Linked DNA regions of Ovis aries: region 2 is linked to region 1. Evidence: chromatin contacts called from public Hi-C data. All regions are on one chromosome and are shown on one strand. The core of a region is the stretch at or near the end of the contact, and the rest is flanking DNA. Distances in the headings are between cores, read along the strand shown. Region 1 holds the start of AK3 (adenylate kinase 3). Region 2 holds the start of JAK2 (Janus kinase 2).

Evidence for each region. Hi-C and Micro-C count contacts between places; a contact is called where the count stands out from the background.
Region 2: a contact with region 1 is called in a Hi-C map of liver, with 5 times the contacts expected there. The contact joins the promoter of JAK2 here to the promoter of AK3 in region 1. A contact is called at or near these places in 4 of 16 Hi-C or Micro-C datasets (blood, hypothalamus, liver and 1 more).

The regions. Positions count from the first base shown.
Region 1 is chr2:73,051,188-73,053,887 of ARS-UI_Ramb_v3.0, reverse strand. AK3 (adenylate kinase 3) reads left to right here and starts at 1,321. Exons shown (of 5, transcript XM_042243414.1): 1 at 1,321-1,436.
Region 2 is chr2:73,328,116-73,330,815 of ARS-UI_Ramb_v3.0, reverse strand. JAK2 (Janus kinase 2) reads right to left here and starts at 1,445. Exons shown (of 25, transcript XM_042243421.2): 1 at 889-1,445; 2 at 494-573.

The DNA of each region.
Region 1 (2,700 bases), core at 72-2,571:
TTTTTTTTTTTGTTAGTTCTGTTCTTAAGTTTTCTGATCCTTTTATTTGCATTCTTTATCTAGTCCTTTCAAAGCATTATTTTGATGTTTTTTTCTAACTACATGAGCTGAATATTTAATTATTTTATTTTCATTCTTGCTTTCTTAGTAAGAAATATGAATGAGCTACTAAATTTCTTTCCACGTACAGAGCTGTCTACGTATTGAATCCCCCCACCCATTCTCCCAGCTCAGATTCACTGGGGAGCAAGCTTTCTCTTACCATCTCTCTCTGATATAATTCCTATCTCTAAATTGAAAGTAGTTTGAGGATACTCATTTGCCAACTTATGTGAAGGATGGCACTGTTTATTTTCACAGAACCGTCTCTCTTCCTTAGCATAGTGACCTTCTACAAAAATGGATAATAATGGATGACTCTAATGTAATACTGCACACTTAACCTGTGCCTGGCATTGTACTTTATACCCATAATTTGAACAACTCTAAACTAATCTTCCATGCCCATTTTACTGAGGAAATAGGTCTTTTTGTCTTGTGTTTCTATTCCTGGAACATGAAAAACATGCCATTTTAGGGCCTTTTCTCCTTGACTTTGTCCCTCTCCCTCCACCTTTCCATTTAGTACTCAGAGCAATAAATGCCATTTCTTCAAAGCTTGACTGACCACTAGATATAAAACAGCCGTCCTCCACACATTATATTTTACTTTGTTCAGGTTTGTGTTTTAGCTGCTCAGTCCCGTCGGACTCTGTGTAACCCTGTGGACTGTAGCCCGCCAGGCTCCCATGTCCATGGGATTTCCCAGGCAAGAATACTGGAGTGGCTTGACATTTCCTTCTCCAGGGGAACCTTCCCCACCCAGGGATCGAACCCAGGTCTCCCGCATTGCAGGAAGATTCTTTACCATCTGAGTCACCTGGGAAGCCCCCTATTTTGTTCATAGTACTTTCTTAAATTACCTTGCACATTTATCTGCCTCCACCACTAGACTTTCAGCTGCAGGAGTGGGAACTTAACTGAATAAGTATTTATAGAATCAATAGGTGTGACAATATGCTTGGGCGGGCCGAAGGCAAACAATAGAACCTGAGGAAAAGTCAGTATTTTTAGGCTCTGCCGAGTAAAAGCAAGTTACTTTCGAATCTGAAAGTGTGATCCTGGGAAGTAAGAGACAGCCCTCCACAGACGTGTGACCTAGAACCCTGTGCTCAATTTCGACAGGGATTCCTCCTCTTTGAATTGAGGAGGAGAGCCCTTTGTGTTCACTGCCACCCACTGTGACTCTATTCAGATAAACGTACCTCAAAAACCGCCGTTAGAAACCTAGGGAGGAGGAAGAGTCTCAGCAGCAGAGAAGGGAGTGGAAGGGACTGCGGGCTTAGGAGGAGGAGAAGGGGAGGACCTCTGTTAACCCTGGGGACCGAGGAGCAAGGGTGAGGGGGCAGCAAGTGGGGGACGCGCAGAGAAGCCCGCCGGGGTCTGGGGAAGCGGGAGCGAGCGCGGTCAATCCTCTGGGACTGAGCAAGATAGGGCCTGGAGTGCATGAGCGGTGAAGGGTGAAGGAGGGTTGGGGGGAAGGGTGATATCCTGTAATCCAGAGGAGCAAAGCGGCGGTCAGAGGTCAGGAGGGGGCGCGGCAGGAGTGGCCAAGTGTCAAGGAACCGGGCGAGGTCTCTCCTGCTGGGACTGGGCAGGACAGGGCGGGGCCCTGACAGGTGTGAGGTCCGGGCCTGAGGGAAGTGGCGGTCATCCGGGGGTCACCGAGGAGGGCCCCCGGAGGCGAAGAAAAACAAAGGCGATACGGAGGGGAGCGTGCGGATGGGGACGAGGCGCGGAGGGCCGCAGGTCGCGCGGGGAAGTCGTCGCACGGGCAGGGGTCGCCGCGGGAGGGCCGAGGGTGCGCGGCTTGCGCGGAGGGGGCGGGGCGGGGTGGGGCCACGAGCCGGGGTGCGCGGGTCGCGGGGGGCGGGCGCTGCAGCGGCGGGGCGCGGGCGCGGTTGCCCAGTGGCTGTCTCTTCACTTCCGGGAACGCCTGGGCGACAAGGCCGCCCCCTGCTCGCCGCGCAGCCTGCCGGCCGGCCCGGGCGACGAAGTGGGTGAGCGCGCAGTTTCAGGCCGAAGCTCCACTGTCCGCGCGGGCCCGGCCTCTCTCTGCAGCTATGGGGGCGTCTGCGCGGCTACTGCGCGCAGCGATCATGGGGGCGCCGGGCTCTGGCAAGGGCACCGTGTCTTCGCGCATCACCAAACACTTCGAGCTGAAGCACCTCTCCAGCGGGGACCTGCTCAGAGATAATATGCTTCGGGGCACAGGTTGGGAGCCCGGGCGGGAGGGGTGGCCGCGTGCTGTCACCGGTGGGGCTCTGTGGGCGGAGGGGCCAGGGCGCGGGAAATAGGTCCGGCGAATGCAGGTTCAGGGTTGCCGGCGCAGCCTCTCCCAGTTGCCGCCCAGTGAGGAGTCCTCGGACTGCTGAGCCACTGCTCCTCGAAACCTCTGACCTCAGCGCACAGCTTCAGGAGGGTTACTGAGGGAAGGCACTAGAAAGTTAGGACATGTTCGAAGTTCAAAGATGAGAGGAAACCCCGCGGCTTTGAGAAGTTTGTCCAGCCCCAGTCGCAGCTGCTCCTAAGGGTCCACCGAGCTGTGTATGGCTTATTCTCCTCGTGCCTTTGCGCTTGCAGAACTGTTAGCTCTTTCTC
Region 2 (2,700 bases), core at 196-2,695, 280 kb before region 1:
AAAAAGGAGTTCCTCCGGACAGATTAATAACCACCGGAAAGCAAAATGGGTAAATTCAACCGACAAAGTAAACTTAAGCAGATAAAGCTGTCCAGGAAGCATTCTATGCGGTAGCAGAAACCCCAGCAAGAGCAGCTAAAGTGTCCTCTCAATAAGTATCTCTTATTACTTGAAAATGTTCCTGCCTCAAAGATTAAGAATCTTTGGTTGCTTGAGGAGAAAGGGTATTGGATGACGTTTTTCTCTGCAAAGAAAAACAATGTACAATCAGCAGAGAAACAAATGAAGACTGTTTCTTAAAGAACAACAATAAAGCCCAAAATTACCCTCCCAGGGCAACATTCAAAGTTCAGCACTGCCATTTTCAAAGAAGCAACAATGAGCCCTGCCTGTCGACACACGCTTCCAACCTTCCTACGCACGGACTCACACCTCAAGACACCCTCGTCTTCACTGCAGAGAAAAAGGACTGCAGTCAGGATCGCTCACCCACCTTCGGGGAAAGGGGCTGGAAGGGCCTCTTCTGCAGAAGAGAAACAGATCACATCTTGTTGCCTTGCCTGCTTCCGAAACCTAAAAGGAAAAAAAAAAAAAAAAAAGCGGCAGTTACTACCGCAGAAATCCAGGGGAAATAGATGCTCTTTTCTAGGCTGTTCAGATGTCTAGAAAATTTTAAAAGAGAGATAAGTAAAGGGGAGGAGGAGTATCAGGCACATAAGGATGCAAGTATCAACAGCAAGACACTCCGTCCGAGGTTTCCTTCTAAAAGGGAGGATTTTCTTGCCGAGTTTACTGACACTAGCAGGGGGGAAGGGGAGATCGGGGTGGAGAGGAGGAGAGAGAGAACTGCTGCCCTCCACCTGGAGCCCAGGCAGCAATAACACTCACCGCCGCACGGATGTGGCGACGAGGACGCGCCCCCAAGCCCGAGGGGACTGCTCTTACCCGGTGCCTCCGGCTGGCCACACTACGAAGCCCCTGGAACAGGCAAAGGTCCGAGTGTCCGCCAGGCTGAGACCTCGCGGGCCCTCCCGTGCGGGTTCGGCTCTCACTCACATCCCTCGGCGGCGAAGATCTGGCCTTTCCCTGCGCTGCAATAGGAGCCCTCCGCCCCTACGCTCTGCCACCAAGTCCGGACCCAGGGGCCGAGGGCCCGAGGCGGCGGCGCGCACTGTGGAGCGAGCAGGACGCGGGCCCAGCCTGTCAGCGCTCAGGAAGGCCGTTAGCGTCGGCCGCTGCGGCCCGCTCCTGCTCCTCTTCCTCTCTCCTTCCTGCAACCCACACCACTCCCACTTTGGGCAACCGGGAAGCCCGTCACAGTCGTCGTCTCCACCCTCTCCGCAGTCACACCGTCTTCTCAGCCCCGCAGGCGACACTGGCTGGGACGTCCTATTTACGTCCGACTCAGCCTCCCAGTTGGCCTCTGGTCTGGCGTCTTGCTCACTGCAGAGACCGCCTCGGTGCGGGGCCGGCGCCTGGCGCGCACCCCCGGACTGCGCGTGCGCCGCTCCACCCAGGCTGCGTTTTCACCGACGCGCGCCGGGGGCGGCCGACGACTGGCTACACAGAGCCTGGGCTTCTCAGGAAACAAACCGGCGTGCGCGGAGATTCCCGCGGTGGCCCCTGGGCGTGAGCGGGCGGGGAACTTGAGCTGGGCCGGGCCCTCCGCAGATGGGCGTGTGCGTGGCCGCCGCCCGCCGTGGAGGCGGCTGGGAGTGAGTCAGCCTGGCCGTGTAGGGACTCCCCTGCGCACAACCTGGCACCGCAGCAGAGACTTACCCTGGTCGCGAGGCCGAGGGAAGTCGCGCCGAGGGTTTGGTGCAACGCGTTCCTAACTCACCGTATCGCGCCAGCGCAGTTCTGGGAGTCTGATTCCAATCAGTCACTTCTGCTGGAAAGAAATGAGGGTGGGATGAGGTGCCCAGATGCCTGCGGACTGGCGGCAGTGCCAGGCAAACGAGAAACAATTTCCACCATCCCGAAGAGCCTCATTCATTGGGTCAACAAATATTTACTGAGCACCTACTGTTTGCCATTCTTGGTAGGACCCCAAAGATGCTATGTGAACACAACCCACATACCCCTTGCCCTACTGGAGCTTGTATTCTGATAAAGCGACAAAAATAAATAAAAAGCCTTAAATTTATAACGTGCCAGAGTATAATTGCCACTAAGAAAAGTAAAGGAGCAGGAAGTGGGGAGGCAGTGTGCTATTTTAGTTAGAATGGCCAGGAAAGACCTCCCAGAGTAACATTTGAGTGGAGCTCTGAAGAAGGAGAATGAGCCAGTCCTGCGGCTATCTGTGAAGACAGTTTCATGCAGAAACACTAGCAAAGGCAAAGACCCTAAGAAGGGAATGTGCTTGGCAAGTTCAAGGACCAGGAAGGAGGTCAGTGTGGCTGAAGAACAGTAAAGGAAGGGACAACGGTAAGAGGTGAGGCCAAAGAAGGAGCCTGTAATCCAGCTATGTCGGGCCTTCTGTCAGTCTGAAAGGCATATGTCGTTAGCCTTCTGTCAATCTGAAAAAACAGATACATTTATAGCCCCTGTTTCACCATACAGATGATGCTGCAATTCAGGTCTAGCTTGTACTTAATTGTCCCTTTAAATCTCACCAAAGCAACTCCTGCATTTCTTCTTACATAAGACCCATTGCAAAAGGTCTTTGAGCAAATGATAGCAGGCTAGGAAATGACTTGA